2 separate regions of the Callithrix jacchus genome follow, and region 2 is linked to region 1. The links are chromatin contacts, called in public Hi-C maps. All regions are on one chromosome and are shown on one strand. Each heading gives the region's core, a stretch centred on a gene start, on an enhancer-like site or on the middle of the called end of the contact. The rest is flanking DNA. Distances are from core to core; before and after follow the strand shown.

The links. Hi-C and Micro-C count contacts between places; a contact is called where the count stands out from the background.
Region 2: a contact with region 1 is called in a Hi-C map of induced pluripotent stem cells, with 2.3 times the contacts expected there. The contact joins two enhancer-like sites. A contact is called at or near these places in 3 of 3 Hi-C or Micro-C datasets (induced pluripotent stem cells and skeletal muscle).

The regions. Positions count from the first base shown.
Region 1 is chr19:28,578,204-28,582,728 of calJac240_pri, forward strand. All of the region lies in intron 1 of NAV1 (neuron navigator 1), which reads left to right. Among named protein-coding and RNA genes, the nearest start is that of NAV1, 14 kb to the left of the region's middle. Within about 2 kb of position 2,103, at least 3 of the 16 cell types and tissues checked have an H3K27ac peak or open chromatin away from gene starts, as enhancers often do.
Region 2 is chr19:28,805,749-28,810,273 of calJac240_pri, forward strand. It overlaps NAV1 (neuron navigator 1), which reads left to right. Exons shown (of 29, transcript XM_078356810.1): 13 at 317-394; 14 at 3,429-3,512; 15 at 4,121-4,232. Among named protein-coding and RNA genes, the nearest start is that of IPO9, 37 kb to the right of the region's middle. Within about 2 kb of position 1,978, at least 9 of the 16 cell types and tissues checked have an H3K27ac peak or open chromatin away from gene starts, as enhancers often do.

The sequences.
Region 1 (4,525 bases), core at 853-3,352:
CTGACTCCTGGTCTTCGTCCTATCCAATACACTCCAGGGTCATGTATAGCAGAAGGGGCCTGGAGACTGGTGTCTTTCTTTTTTTTCTTAAGAAAGGGTCTTCCTCTTTTGCCTAGGCTAGAGGGCAGTGATGCAATCACAGCTCACTGCAGTCTCAGCCTCTTAGGCTCAAGTGATCCTTCCACCTCAGCCTTCCAAGTTCCTGGGATTACAGGAGCACACCACCACACTTGACTAACTTTTATATTTTTTATAGAGACGGAGTCTCACTTATGTTGCCCAAGCTGGTCTGGAACTCCAAGGCTCAATTGATCTTCCCATCTCAGCCTCCCAAAGTACTGAGATTACAGGCATGAGCCACCTCACCCAGCACCACCAGTGTCTTTAATGGCTCATGGAACTTAACCACAGACACTATGTCTGTTATACAAATGCGGAAGTCATATTGAGCTTTTAAATTTACTTTGCTATTGCATTTATTTTGACAAGTCCTTAAGATTTATATTTCAATAAAAGCTACTTTATAGTACATCATCAACTTTATCATTCCTGCTCGCTTTTACCCAATTAGTCAAAGAAATAATGTAAAAATATTATGTTTTGAGTTCCGTTTCTCATTTTCTCATCAGAGTTGAAAATTACCATTGTGCATGAATTTAGGCCTGTGTTAGGTTGGCAACCCATTAAAACTCCTCTGGTCTGGAGCTAATCAGCTGGCCCCTCCCGATTTACACATCTCCTGTGAGATCCAGTGCCTCTCTGTCACTCACTACCAGTCCGTACCGAATATCATCACTAAGACGCCACATCACCCCTCTGAGTCATTTCCCCACTTCCTCTTGCTGGCCATGGCCAGAAAGAAATCAGGGGCCGCAGGGAGGCCTAGAAAGTGACCACAGAGTTGGGGGTTGGCTGTGGGAAGTGGAGGGGAAGGGCCACTGTTAGCTGACCACAGAAACTGTGACAGAGACAAAGGTCTCTGTGTTTGGGATGGCAGGGTGGGGCCAGATCCTGAGTTGGGGCTGGTGTGCTGGGGCTGGTGGGAGAGACCTCCCAGGGCAGAGGAAAGTCCATAAGGCCACTCAGTTGGCTGCTCTTAGCACTTGGAAGTAGCCTAACTGGGTCCTGGCACACAGTAGGGGCTCAGCAAACATTTGTTCATTGATTACTTGGCAGGGTGGTGGGGGTTGGGGGAAGGGATGCCTTTAAGCTGAGGTAGGTAAAAGGAATGTTCTTTCCCTTTCTCCTGCCCAGGGAAGTGCTGTAGGTCCTGAATTTCCCTGGCTTGTTTAGAGGCCACCTCTTTGCTTCCTGGACCTCTCCCTGACATTGGGCCTCGGGTGCCTATGAGGTAATAGAAAATGCACAGGCTTTGGAGTCATCCTGATCTGGGTTTCTACAACCTCCCTGGGCCTCAGTTTTCTCCTTTGTAAAATGGGGATGATGATACTCAAGCCAGGGAATTGTGAAGATCATCCTAGAAGGTGTTAAGCACCCTCTAGCTTAGAGCCAATGTTGTTTTTTTTTTAATGATTTTTAATCTGGATGCCCCATGGCTCGCTGCGCCCCCATGTATAAAATAGATCTTTGATCCACTGAGGATACATGCTGGACAGGCAAAGGGATGGAGCAAAGCCAAGGAGGCCTCAAACATTCAGCCCCAGCCATGCAGGCTACACTTCAGGGTGAATTTATCCCAAAAGGGATGTTTACCTACTTCCTTGTCTGCGGGTCAGATGGACCCGTGGAAGGGTTGTCTGTGGTGCTGGCTCTAAGATATATGGTCCCTCAGGCCCCTCTGAACTCCAGACTGTAGGCCTCCAGGGGATGAGGGGGGTGGAGTGGCCAGGAGTTTTGTTTGGCAACGCTGGCCTATTATGTGGCCCAGGCTGTGTTTCCAGGCATTATAAATAGCACCCGGTCTGCTCTGGAAGGAGGAGCCGCAGATGTGGCAGAGGCAAAATATTTGGGAAGGTGGGAGATTTGAAATGATAAACTCGAGGCTTCTGGGCCAAAATACAGGCTGGGGCCATCTCCATGGCAATAGGACTCCAGGGAGGGCTCAGCCTGGACACCTCTGAGGTGAAGGCCCTACTCACAAAGCCAGACAGAGCCTGCGCTCAGTGGCCCGTGGGCCAGGGCTGCCGGCCCTATTTGCTCCCATCTGCCTCTTTGTAGAGAGCCTGGGCTGCTGCCTAAACCCAGCCAGAGGAGGGACAGGAGCTTGAGCCAGATTTCAGGTCTAGAGAGAGAAGCAGGAGAAAATGTGAGGGTCTGTCCACCTGCAGCACGCAGGCCACTGTGTGTTCCAACCGAGAAGGAGGGAATCATTTTCTTTCATTCTATTCTGTTCTATTTTAATTGAGGTATAATTTACAAACAGTGAAATGAACAGATCGATGTGTTTTTGACAAATGAATACACCCATGTGACCCACACCCGATCTAGATATAGAACATTTCCATCAACCGACAGAGTTTCCCTCCTGTCCCTATTGTCAGTGCGTTCCCGCCCACCGTCTGCGTGTTCTGATTTGTAGCATCATAGATTAGTTTTGCCTGCTCTTGAACTTCATATAAATGGAATCATGTGGTTGGTTCTATTTTGTGTCTTGCTTCTTAGCTCAGCATAATGCTTTTGAGATTCATCCATGTCAAATGACGTATTTTGCTTCTTTTAATTTCTGATGTATGAATGTGCCACCGTTTGTTTATGGGAGGAAGGAAACTTTAGATTCCTTTCATTGCTGTAGGATTCACATCTATCGAGCATCAGTAGACTATCCGAAAGGGTTTTGAGAGTTAAGCTGGTTGGTCCTAAGTGGAGTCTTGTTCTGTTGCCCAGGCTGGAGTGCAGTGGCACGATCTCGGCTCTCTGCAACCTCCGCCTCCCGGATTCAATTGAGTCTCCTGCCTCAGCCTCCCAAGTAGCTGGAACTACAGACGTGTGCCACCAAACCTAGCTAATTTTTTGTATTCTTAGTAGAGACGGGGTTTTACCATGTTAGTCAGGATGGTCTCAATCTCCTGACCTCGTGATCCACCCACCTCAGCCTCCCAAAGTGCTGGGATTACAGGCGTGAGCCACGGCACCTGGCCTCTTGAATGTGTTCAGTGTCACCTTCTTTGTTTCCAGACAACTTCCCCATTTCTGTGTCTTGCTGTAAAAGATCATAATGCCTTTCTTCCCTCCATGGACTGGAGCTGCCTTTATCTCCTGGAGCTGGGAAGTTCAGATCATTTGCAGAGGGGCCCCTGGTTTCCCCATAAGACAGAATGTTATTCTCTGATCTGAATTGAGGTGGCACATGTCAACAGACAGGGGCGTCTGGCCCTGCATGTGGGAAACACAGGTGCATGTTCAAGACTGGAGCCTGTGGTGGGGAGACACTGGTGACCCGGGGCCAAGAAGTGACACAATGAAGCTATTTTACCAGCAGTATGGCCCAAATGGCAGGGACCACATCTGCTCTGTTCACCAATGAGAAGCCAGCACATAGCACAGAACCTAGCAAGCAATGGGCTTTTGATAAAAAGGTGTCGAACCAACTAGTGGCTTGGAAGAGGGCAAGCTGGGCCAGCAGATGTAGCATTCCTGACATGGGAAGTCTGCATTAGGGCGACCCTGCTGGGGAAGGAAAGGAAGAGCTGTGGAGAAACTTTTTACAAAGGAAAACCCAACAGGACTGGATGACTGTGGAATGTGGGAGGGACAGAGCAGAAAGCAGAATCCAAAGGCCTGCCGTCTTTTCGTCTTTTCGGAAGAGGGCTGGGCTGAGAGTTGAGTCCCTCCTGCGCCTTTTGGTGTGTAATCTGGGTAACTCATTTAACCTGCCTCAGTCTTAAGAGTCCTTATCCATCAAAGGGTATAATGCTATGATCAGTTAGCTGGGGCTGACATAACAAAATACTAAGCAGGTGGCTTAATGAAACGGAAATTTATGGTCTCAGTTATGGAGGCTAGAAGTCTGAAACCAAGGTGTTGGCAGGGCCATACTCCCTCTGAAATTAGTAGAAAACTTTTTTTTTTTAAAGACAATCTCACTCTGTCTCCAGGCTGGAGTGCAGTGGCACAATCTCGGCTCATTGCAACCTCCACCTTCCGGGTTCAAGCAGTTCTCCTGCCTCAGCCTCCCGAGTAGCTGGAACTACAGGTGTGTATCATCACACCCAGCTATTTGTATTTTTAGTAGGGGTGGGGTTTCACCATGTTGACCAGGATGGTCTCAATCTCTTGACCTTGTGATCCACCCACCTCACCCTCCCAAAGTGCTGGGATTACAGGTTTGAGCCACTGCGCCTGGCCTAGTGGAGAATTTTCCTTGCCTCTTCTAGTGTCTGATGTTTGCGGACAATCCTTGTCATTCCTTGGTTAGTAACACATCACTCCCATCTCCACCTCTATTTCGCATGGCCATCTCCTCCCTGTGGTCTTCACATCCTCTTCCTTCTGTGAATGTCTATGTCCAAATGTCCCTCTCCTTATAAATACAGCAGTCATGCCAGATTAGGGGCTCACTCTAGTC
Region 2 (4,525 bases), core at 728-3,227, 230 kb after region 1:
AAACCCTAGTATAGATCTGAGCTGAGGCCTGTGAGGAGCCAGGGCCAGGAAACAAGAGTTTCAGCCTCTGCGCCTCTGAGTCATGCTTCTTCACATTTTCTGCCCTGCCACTGGGACCTGACTTCTTCACCTCCGTAGTAATACTTCCTTTCTCTTTCTCTCCTTCTGTGCTCCCTTCTTCAGGCTGAGGAGAGGATGCAATCTGAGGTAGGGTGCAAAGCTTTGGCTCTGCTTATTAACATCACTGCACCCATTTTCCTTCCAAATCTTACACAGCTTCTGCAGCCAGTAGTTTGTATTTCTCTTCCTTTTACAGCAAATCCGGAAGCTTCGTAGGGAACTGGAATCATCCCAGGAAAAAGTGGCCACCTTGACGTCGCAGCTTTCTGCTAATGTGAGTGCCGTGAAGTAGGGAAGATGTAGGCAGTGGTTTTGACTGTAGTTAAACAAGTGCAGCCAAGGGAGGAAAATTACCTGGTGAGGTATCCCCTGGACTGAGACTTCAAGGGCATGGGTCTTCTTCACAGCTCTACAATAGATTGGGGGGTTGTTCTTCCCCTTCTCTGAGCCCCAACTTTTATGAAGAACCATTTTGCTTCCACTCTAATTCATAGGTCTGGATGAGTTCATGTCTGATGGTCTGAGCTCCCTAGAGAAACAGAAGATTGATTATCAGTGGTTCTGCACGGAGGCAGAAACAACCTTGCCATTGGCCGTGGACAAAAGCAGTTATGGATTATAATTACAGGGCTCTTAGAGCCTTTCCACTGCCCTGGGGTGTGTTCATGTCTTTGTTCATGCCACATAACTGTGCAGGCACAGAATTGGTCATTAGAATTCTGTCTGGTGACCACAACACTACTGAGAAACCTAACTCCCATTCTGGTCTGACTCCTTCATTCTCAACTGCCTTCTCTGAGTAGTCTCCTTGGGCAGATAGTAGAAACAATCTGAGATTTAGGTTGAGAGCTAGAATTATTTATTTCTGCCCTCAGGACATCTACTTAGAATGAGTGTCTTCCCTTAGGCCTTAGTTTTTCTACTCTGTGACATGGGGAGAAATGAAGCCACCTCTCCTCTAACCAGGATCTGGGAGTTTCTCCCCTGTGACTGAGTTGCAAACAGAGAACATAAGAGCCATTTTCCCCCAAAGCTGTAAACAACAGCTGAGCCGGATCTGCAGGAGCTTTCCAAGTGTTTGCACAAAGTAACCATGTCTGCAATTTCCGCAGTCGTTTCTGGTTTTCTCTCTGCCCTTCCTCTCTGGGGAACCCAGCTGTCAGGCCTGGGGTCTATCCCTTAGAATTAGGTAGAAGAATCTCCACCAGGATTCTGAATGTTTCCAACATACAGCAGCAGTTCCCTTACCACACCAGTTATTCTCTTGATTCTCTTTTCCCAAACCCTCAATTCTTAAGTTGTACCAGTTTGTTTGAAGCTCATGTTAAGCACTTTTTCCCACTCTTGGGGGACCCGTAAGAATTGTAACATAAACAAGAACCATCTTTTCTCTCCCTTGTGCCACACCCACCAAAGCAAATGGCCTGGGTCACGTCCTGCACACCCCAGGAAACTCATGTCTGGGAGATGCTGGGGTGGGGGGGCGAGAGGCGCCAGGGAGGCAGAGAACATTATTATGTCTGATTCATTTACACTGCAATCTGTCAGCCACCATGCTGTCAAGGCTGGGCTGGAGCCAAGAAATTGAATTTAGAGGGTGAATTTTCTTAGAACAGGAAGTTCCATTTGGCTAAGAGAGAACAAACTAAACACCCAGACACAGTGGGTTCTGCATCTGAAAGGCAGATTTTTGCCGAGGGCCAGAACCCTTCCCTCAAGCAGGAGATGGGAAACTGCTCAGGTCATGGGACTCTAGGAAGGGTCCACAGCTCTCTTCAGGATTCCCTGACTCCAAACCAAGCTTTTGTCATGCTCCCTGGAACTTCCTAGCTACTGAGGCTGAGGGCACACCCTAGACCCAGGGGCCCAGACCTCTTTACCCCTCGCACGCGCTAGCTTTTCTGCAGCACCACTGCTTACCCCTGAGGTCTCACAGGTACCCTGGTCTGAGGGTGGGATTAGGGGAAGGGTCAGTGTAGGGAGAGGAAGTGTAGAGGAAAGCGGGGAGGAAGCCCAGCCAGTGCAAAAGTGGTGCCCTGGATGGGGAAAGGCCAGCACAGAGGAGCCTATAGGGGTTCTCGGGGCTTCTCGTGAGTAGTCTTCCAGGAACTATAAGCAGTCGACAGGCAGATAGGCAGGGATGTGGAGAAGCAAACCAGAGAAGACCTGAGGTCAGAAGACAGATGTTCCCTGCACAGTAGGTGAAGGGAAACTGCTCAGGTCATGACATGGTCTGATCTCCTCAGAACCCAGGCCCTGACAGCTTTATAGTAGGAGTGCAAGAGGAGGCGCTAATAGGACCAAAGAGATTGCCTCCAGCCCTGGTCCTATGAAGTAGGCTCCAGCCATGTGGGACAGTAGATGAAAACTAGAGTTGAACCAACAGGGAGGGAGAGGTGTAAGCCAGCAAGAGCCATGAGAGTGCTGTAGATTTCCTAGAGCTCTGCGTGAAGAAGCTGCCCAGAGCATATCCCCTTTGTGCTAGGGTCACCAGCTTGCTCGGATAGTCTCACGATGGCTTTTTCTCCATCCCCAGGTGCTCCCCTTTCTAGCCCCAGGCCTCATTCCCTTCATCTTCCCTATGCATCTTGCAGCCAGTTGGCCAGCTAGAGGTCAAACTATGCCAAACCAAGGGGCCTTAGTTCCTCCACTCAGCGCCTTTCTGAACTAGCCTGCCTGTTACCCGGAGAGCAGAGTGAAGGAGGTATCCATCACTCCTCATGAAACAGACCTGACACCTAGTGGCCAAACTGTGGAATGTCCCTGCTGTTTCCTTCCAGCCTGGTAAACCTGGAGAATCCAGGGAACAAGGAGCAGCTGCAAAGCAAGAAAGGGTGAAGCAGTGGAGTAGCAGAAGAGGAAGAGATGCACTGTATAGTTTCTGCTGGGAGATTATTTGGCCTCGAGTGAGCCGGCCCACTCCACAATGCAGGAGTTAAACAAAAAATAAGAGGAACGACCCCAGAGGCTATGGCCCTCCTACCAAGTTGGCCACACCATATATCACAAGGGGCTAGTCCTGCCTCTGTAGATGATGGGTTTTAGATCTCAAGTCTCCAAGAGCCTCCAAACACCTGTCCTGCCCTCACCCTGGCTTCATTATTTGAGAAGCTGGTTCCCACCAGAAAATTTCTTTAATTTCCCCTTTGTCTGCTTAGGGAAATCGACATTTCTAAACCACCAAGAGGTTTTCTGGCATTGGTCTGCTCTGAGATACAGGAAATCAGTTAAAACTATTTCCCATTGTCGGTCATTGCCTTTCCCCCAGCCTCATGCAACTCAGCAGTCCCTTTATGTGTTTGTTTTAGGCTAATCTAGTGGCTGCATTTGAGCAGAGCCTGGTAAATATGACATCCCGCCTGCGACACCTGGCAGAGACGGCTGAGGAGAAGGTGAGAGGCTTGGGAAGGGGAGGGAAGAATGGGTGCAGTGATGGGGGTTCTCCTGGACAGAGAGGTCCAGGCTGACCTCCTCCTCTTGCTCATGAGTGCCAGTTTCCCCATCCCTCACTGTCACCCTGGATTCTCAATCTGCCCCCTAATAGAGAGGGACCATATTCCTTATTCCAATTTCCAGCCCTTCTCTATGAAGTTTTGTAGAATTCCAATGTCTTGCCCATTGCCTAGCACATCATAAGGGCTCCTGCTAGTCCCAACTAATGACACTGTTTTCTTTTCTTTTCTTTTCTTTTTGAGATGGAGTTTTGTTCTTGTTGCCCAGGCTGGAGTGCAATGGCACAATCTCGGCTCACTGCAGCCTCCACATCCTGGGTTCCAGCGATTCTCCTCCCTCAGCCTCCCAAGGAGCTGGGATTACAGATGCTGGCCACCACACCCAGCTACTTTTTGTGTTTTTAGTAGAGACGTGGTTTCACCATGTTGGCCAGGCTGGTCTTGAACTCCTGACCTCAGATGATTCACCCGCCTCAGCCTCCCAAAGTGCTGGGATTACAAGTGTGAGCCACCACGCCTGGCCGATGCTGTTTTCATTTCTCTCTCAGGACACTGAGCTGCTGGATTTGCGAGAAACCATAGACTTTCTGAAGAAAAAGAACTCTGAGGCCCAGGCAGTCATCCAGGGAGCCCTTAATGCCTCAGAAACCACACCCAAAGGTAGGACATCCAGCCACAGATTGAGAGGGAACAGGGATGGCAGGAAAGGAAGATTATTACAGATTTTTATCTGGGGCCATAATATTCCAGATCCTATATCAAATCTCTAGAAGGTGAGGGCCTTTAGATACCCTTTAGTGTGATGTCTGGACTGGTCAGTGAGGAGTACCCCGGGCATGACCCCAGCTTCCCAGGCCATGAAGGCAAGTAAAGGAGACCTGTAGGCCCCGTGGGCCTTCTCCTCAACCTTTTGGTCAGGGCCAAAGAGCCATCAAAGACAATCATTAAAATAG